Linked DNA regions of Callithrix jacchus: region 2 is linked to region 1. Evidence: chromatin contacts called from public Hi-C data. All regions are on one chromosome and are shown on one strand. The core of a region is the stretch at or near the end of the contact, and the rest is flanking DNA. Distances in the headings are between cores, read along the strand shown. Region 1 overlaps MAP3K20 (mitogen-activated protein kinase kinase kinase 20). Region 2 overlaps RAPGEF4 (Rap guanine nucleotide exchange factor 4).

What was found. Hi-C and Micro-C count contacts between places; a contact is called where the count stands out from the background.
Region 2: a contact with region 1 is called in a Hi-C map of skeletal muscle, with 6 times the contacts expected there. The contact joins two enhancer-like sites. A contact is called at or near these places in 3 of 3 Hi-C or Micro-C datasets (induced pluripotent stem cells and skeletal muscle).

Annotation. Positions count from the first base shown.
Region 1 is chr6:56,273,443-56,276,349 of calJac240_pri, reverse strand. It overlaps MAP3K20 (mitogen-activated protein kinase kinase kinase 20), which reads left to right. Exons shown (of 20, transcript XM_017973405.4): 10 at 664-770. Among named protein-coding and RNA genes, the nearest start is that of MAP3K20, 140 kb to the left of the region's middle. Within about 2 kb of position 1,364, at least 1 of the 16 cell types and tissues checked has an H3K27ac peak or open chromatin away from gene starts, as enhancers often do. A contact at or near this core is called in skeletal muscle, where this site is marked.
Region 2 is chr6:56,459,443-56,462,154 of calJac240_pri, reverse strand. All of the region lies in intron 25 of RAPGEF4 (Rap guanine nucleotide exchange factor 4), which reads left to right. Among named protein-coding and RNA genes, the nearest start is that of MAP3K20, 41 kb to the right of the region's middle. Within about 2 kb of position 1,309, at least 1 of the 16 cell types and tissues checked has an H3K27ac peak or open chromatin away from gene starts, as enhancers often do. A contact at or near this core is called in skeletal muscle, where this site is marked.

The DNA of each region.
Region 1 (2,907 bases), core at 115-2,614:
CAGGGGACTGTTTTCTTTTTTTTTTTTTACTTTTAGGTTCAGGGGTACGTTGCCAGGTTTGTTATATAGGCAAATTCTGTGTCATGGTGGTTTGGTGTATAGAGTATTTCCTCACCCACGTAATCTTCATAGTACCTGAATTTTGTTTTCTGACAAACCAATGTGGACAGTTTTATTAGTTCCAATAGATCGATAGGTAGATTTTCCACCAACACTTTATCATAAAAATTTTCAAACATGAAGTGGAAAGAATTTTACAGTGAACACTAACATACCCACCACACACCCTGTACCATTAACTTTTTACCATATTTACCACATAGATTTTTAAAGGACTTTTAAACTCCTTTTAGGAGTTCTTAATCATAACTAAAAGAATTAGTGTTCTCTCTTCCTGGAAAAAAACACAAATTATCCCAACCTTAGACCGCATGAGAGAAAAACAACATCTGAATCTCCCCTTGTGAATAATTCACTGAAAATAGAGAATACGGTTCCTTAAACCCGAGTGATCTAATGATTGTAAGATAACTATATCAGGACATTGTATCATGTTTTATTTTGTTAAGGTGGGTTGAGTTTATTACTATGCTTGTAGATATTTACGTTTTCTCTTAAATATCTCAAGTCCCACCAAATGATTACTTATTTCCTCTTCTTCAGAAACGGCCATCATTCAAGCAAATCATTTCAATTCTGGAGTCCATGTCAAATGACACAAGCCTTCCTGACAAGTGTAACTCATTCCTGCACAACAAGGCGGAGTGGAGGTGGGTAGCCCTGACACCCCGCCACAGTGTCTGGCTTTGAATGATCATCACTCGTCTCAATGAAGAAGAGAACCAGAGGTCTTAATGACAGTCCTGATTTCTGAGCATGGCATAGGGAAAAAGAAAAATTTTTTTTTTATGATTCTGGAAATCTTGTAAGTCCTGCATTTCATAAGTAAGCAAGAGTTTCTCCAAGGTTGTTGCCTTGTGTAGGTATTTGAAAAGAATCTTGAGGCTGGGCGTGGTAGCTCACACCTGTAATCCCAAACCTGGGAGGCCAAGGTGGGTAGATCACCTGAGGTCAAGAGTTCAAGACTAGTCTGACCAACATATAGAAACCCCATCTCTAATAAAAATATTAAAAAATTAGCTGGGCATGGTGTTGCATGCCTGTAATCCCAGCTACTTGGGAGGCTGAGGCAGGAGAATCACTTGAACCTGGGAGGTGGACATTGCAGTGAAGCTGAGATCGTGTACTGTACTCTAGCCTGAGTAATGAGCAAAACTTTGTCTCAAAAAAAAAAAAAAGAATGCTGAAATCGTATCTTCTGAGACAAAAGATGGTTACATTTCTCTGTGTTTACTCTTTGTTAGGAAGCTTGGCCTCTGTTCCGTAAGAAACAAGAATACTGTTTACCTTGAAATTTGCAGAGCACTTGTGTCGGCTGGTGGAGGGGGATAGGGATAATATAGAAAACTTTGGATGTCATAAATCCTATTAAAGCTTGTTAAACAAACTTAGTAATGAGAAAACTATATTGTATGAGTGGAAGAGTAAACCCAGGATCAAACATTTAAGCCAGGTCACATGATGCATGAATATAAATAGCATGTTTGGAAGCTGACATTATTCCCCTCCTGACTCAGCAGAGATTTAGGTAACTTCATCTCTGCTCCAGATAGCCATGGCAGTAACATGACGCCTTACGCCATCTGCTGATGCAAAGTGAACACTGCATGCACTTTGAAAACTACTGCATTGTTTACTCCTGTTGCTAGATATTTTTTTGGGCTGTTTGTTGTTTTATAATAACCTTATTTATTTTTATTTTTTTGAAATATCTATCTAGTACCAGTGAGGTAAAAAAATTTTTATTTACTAATTCAAAAGTTATACAGTGAGCTCAAGTATAGGTATGAGAGACTTTTTTCTGGGCTGAGATAATTAATAAAACAAAGCATGTAAGTAATATTTGTGTTTTGCAATAAGAGATCAGTATACCTGTCATCAGATCACTGTCCTTTAAAATCCATATATGAGTTCCTATTAATTTTAAGACAAAGACCAGAATACTTGGTATGGTGGCTCATGCCTGCAATACCAGCACTTTGGGAGGCCAAGGCGGGTGGATCACTTGAGCCCAGGAGTTTAAGACCAGCCTGGCCAACATGGCAAAACTTCATCTCTACTAGAAATACAAAAATTAGCCGGACATGGTAGCACACACCTGTAGTCCCAGCTACTCAGGAGGCTGAAGCACGAGAATTGCTTGAACCCGAGAGGTGGAGGTTGCAGCAAGCCGAGATCATGCCACTGTGCTCCAGCCTGGTGACAGAGTGAGACTCGGTCTCAAAAAAAAAAAGACCAGAATACTTAAGAAGACTCACAAGACCCTCTGTACTCTGGCCTCACCAGCGTCAGCTTAAGATCATTCTCCCCTTAATTTCTAGCTTTCAGTCCCTCAACACATGCATATTTCTCCCCCATTAAGGGTCTTTGCAAGTACAGTTTCCTTTCTTTAAAACGTATCCCATTTTAGCTGCTCACCACACCTGCCATCACACCCCACCTTGACTCCTGTTCATCATTCACATAGCAGTCGAATAACACATCTGCAGGGGAACGCTTCCTGACACCAGGCCAGACCAGGTTCCACTTTGTGTGCTCTGAGAGCATCTCCTTCATAGGCTTTACTGCTATTGGAATTAAGAAGTACTTCAGCAGTTGGTGTTTAATGTGTGTCTCGCCGGCTGAAATGTAAGAGAGGCAGACAATCACATTTGTTCATCACTCACAGCATCTAAATGTGCCTTGAACACAGCATTTGCTCGGTAACTATTTGGGGAAGCAAGGGAGAAAATTACTATGGTAGTAATAATATAAAAAGACATTATGATATTATGCAAGAGAATATAA
Region 2 (2,712 bases), core at 60-2,559, 190 kb before region 1:
TCACGCTAGTGTAACAATGGAAAAGGTGGGACACTTGGAGGGAGGTGACCTATCTCCTTTTTACAGTTGCCTCAGAGGGAGAATTTTAAAAGACATTGTCATTTGTATATGGAGAGTGGGGGAGATGAGGGGATGTCTGCTTCTTCGCAGACACAATGTAAATAAAAATAAATCCAGTTCCTAAGTAGAACATGAAGGACCCACATTGCTTGGAATGACTTCAGAAGTTTTGCTGGTAGATTCTGTCATTCTCTGAAATACCTGCTTGTTGCTTTTGCCATAAACCTTATCTTTAGTTGAAAGAGGACAGAAGATCCATTTTTATCCAGGTACTCACGTTGCTCCTGGGAGGAATAGCCAGGAAGCCAACTGTTTGCAGGGTTGAGTACTGTCTCCTCACGACCTAGCAGGCTTCTCTCCACCAAGAGGAACAACAGTTGGCTAATATTCAGTTTGGGGCAAAAGTGAGGCAGGTGTGTTGTGAGTTTCTGTAGCAAATATGAGTAGTTTGTCGATCGTTGGTTATTCAAGCTAGAAAACATCTTCATTTATTATTAGCTTGGTACTCAAAATGTGCTTGACCTCTTACATGTGGCATATAGTTGAAGAAACACTAATCTCTAATAGAACATGCACACAGAAATAGACTCATGCTAAAAATAAAAAAGTGTGTGTAAGTGGGACACAGCAAGAGGGCAAGGAGTACCTATTAGAGACCCAACTTGCTGTGGTGCTTAAAGGCAGCCGTTTGCATCTCCAAATGCTTGTCTTGAAATTATTTTCTTCCCCATGTTCCTCTTGCAACAATTTTCTTTTTCTGTCCCTCCTAAATGTGTTCATTGTTTATAGGGCAGGTCCTCACAAGTTCTTCTGTCTTGTGTTTCTCTTAAAATTCCAGGCAGATGCAGCACACAGCAGCTCATCCCCTGAATATAGGAATGAGGGAATTGGTGAGGCCTGCGTGCCACGCAGCTGTATCGTCTTCCAGCTAGTAAAAGGACAGAGCTAGTGCTGCCAAGAGAGCTAAGCAATGAAGCCGTAGCACAGCTCCCTTGTCTTATTGCTCAAGGCTCTTGGGATCGCTGGAGACCTAGCGTTCTCTCCTACAGAGAGTCTGCCTTCCCCAGTCTGCTTCCAGCTTCTAATCACCCTGCCATGGAATCCAAATGAGTTGGTTGGGAAATTTTTAAAAAGCCATAAAGCCTCATAGGGTCCAGGGAGGCCAGTTGTGGGTACCACACAATAAGAACAGAGCATGCGGGAAACACTCTCTGAACCCACTTTCCCAGTCTAAAAAAATATATAGGAGGCTGCTGAGGAGAGTGCAGGCAGCAAAAGGAGAGAGCTAACTGGCCAGTCCTTGGATTTCACTGGGGTTAGGAGTTCTGCAAGTCTGTGAGCTTCTGTTTCAGCACTGCATGTTCCTGAAAAGAGGAAATTATCCTTTCATCATTTGTAAGCCTTTATTTTTTAAGGTGAAGCATAGTTATGTAATTCGTAGGGAAGATTTCATTCCTAAGCACCTTTGATTCTGGTTTATGTACCTGCACTTGCTGAGAAAACCTCCCAACGGCCTCCCATCCAACTCCAGTGAGTACCACAGTGCCACACCAGTGTGAGAAATGGTGCCTGGCCTCATGGAACTAGGGGACACGTGTGGAATAGTCAAGGAGCAAAACAGAAAAGAAAGCCAGAGCACATGATAAAGGGAAGGGTTCAGAGCTGAGGGGAAAGACCAAGCTGAGATGAAACGAATGAGAATTACCCGGAGCACACAGTCTCTCAGCCTCAGCACTTGTGACATCTGGTGCAGGACAGTTCTTGGTCATGGAGTCATCTTCTGTGTTGAAGGACACTTAGCAGCATCCCTGGCCTCTCCCCAACAGATGCTAGAAGCACCTCTTAGCATGCCCTCCACCCCCCCGTGTGACAACAAAAAATGTCTGCACACATTACCAAATGCCTCCTGGATTGGCACGATGGCTCTATTGAAAACGCTGCTCTGGAAGCATAGGGGGTGGATAAATAATAGTATTGAGAATGAAAGAAACATTTTGATTACCCTGTGCCCTACTGTGTTTGACCAAAGAAAGCTAAGTAAAGAAAGAACAGATGACAGAGGCCTAGCAAAACATAACCCACTCGTAAGTTTTAAATGGACTGTGTTCACTGAGTCTACTCTTTTGCATAACATGGTGATCTGGTGTCTCTGTATGGGGTGAGATCCTGGCATCCCTTGATGCCCATTCCAGCTTCCAGCCCTTTGAATAGTCCCTTCTAAGTAAGGACATGAGGTTTTCCTGAACCCTAACTTGAACTGCCAGGAAAATGAGTTTGGAGGATATACAGCATACTATGTTTTAGAAACAAAATCAGTTTTACAGATGTTTAAATGGGAATATGACAAGCTGATTGAGATAGGAAAAAAGCAAGAGGAGCCTTTCTGTGGACTGCAGAGGCCCAGCTGGTGAATCCACTGTTGAAGGTAGGCTTTGCTCTTCAAAGCCTACTCCCAGCTGACCTGGGAGTCTCTGAGGCCCAGGAGTTGGTTGATGTGTTCCTGGTCCTGGGACAAGAAACATATCACATAGCTCTGTCTTGGCTTGGCCCTTTCAGAAGAGAAAACTGAAAGGTTCAGCTTTACTGAAAACTCAGCAACTAAGCAAAGTCAGAACCAATAAACTGAAAGGATTCAGTATTGAGCTATTGGTG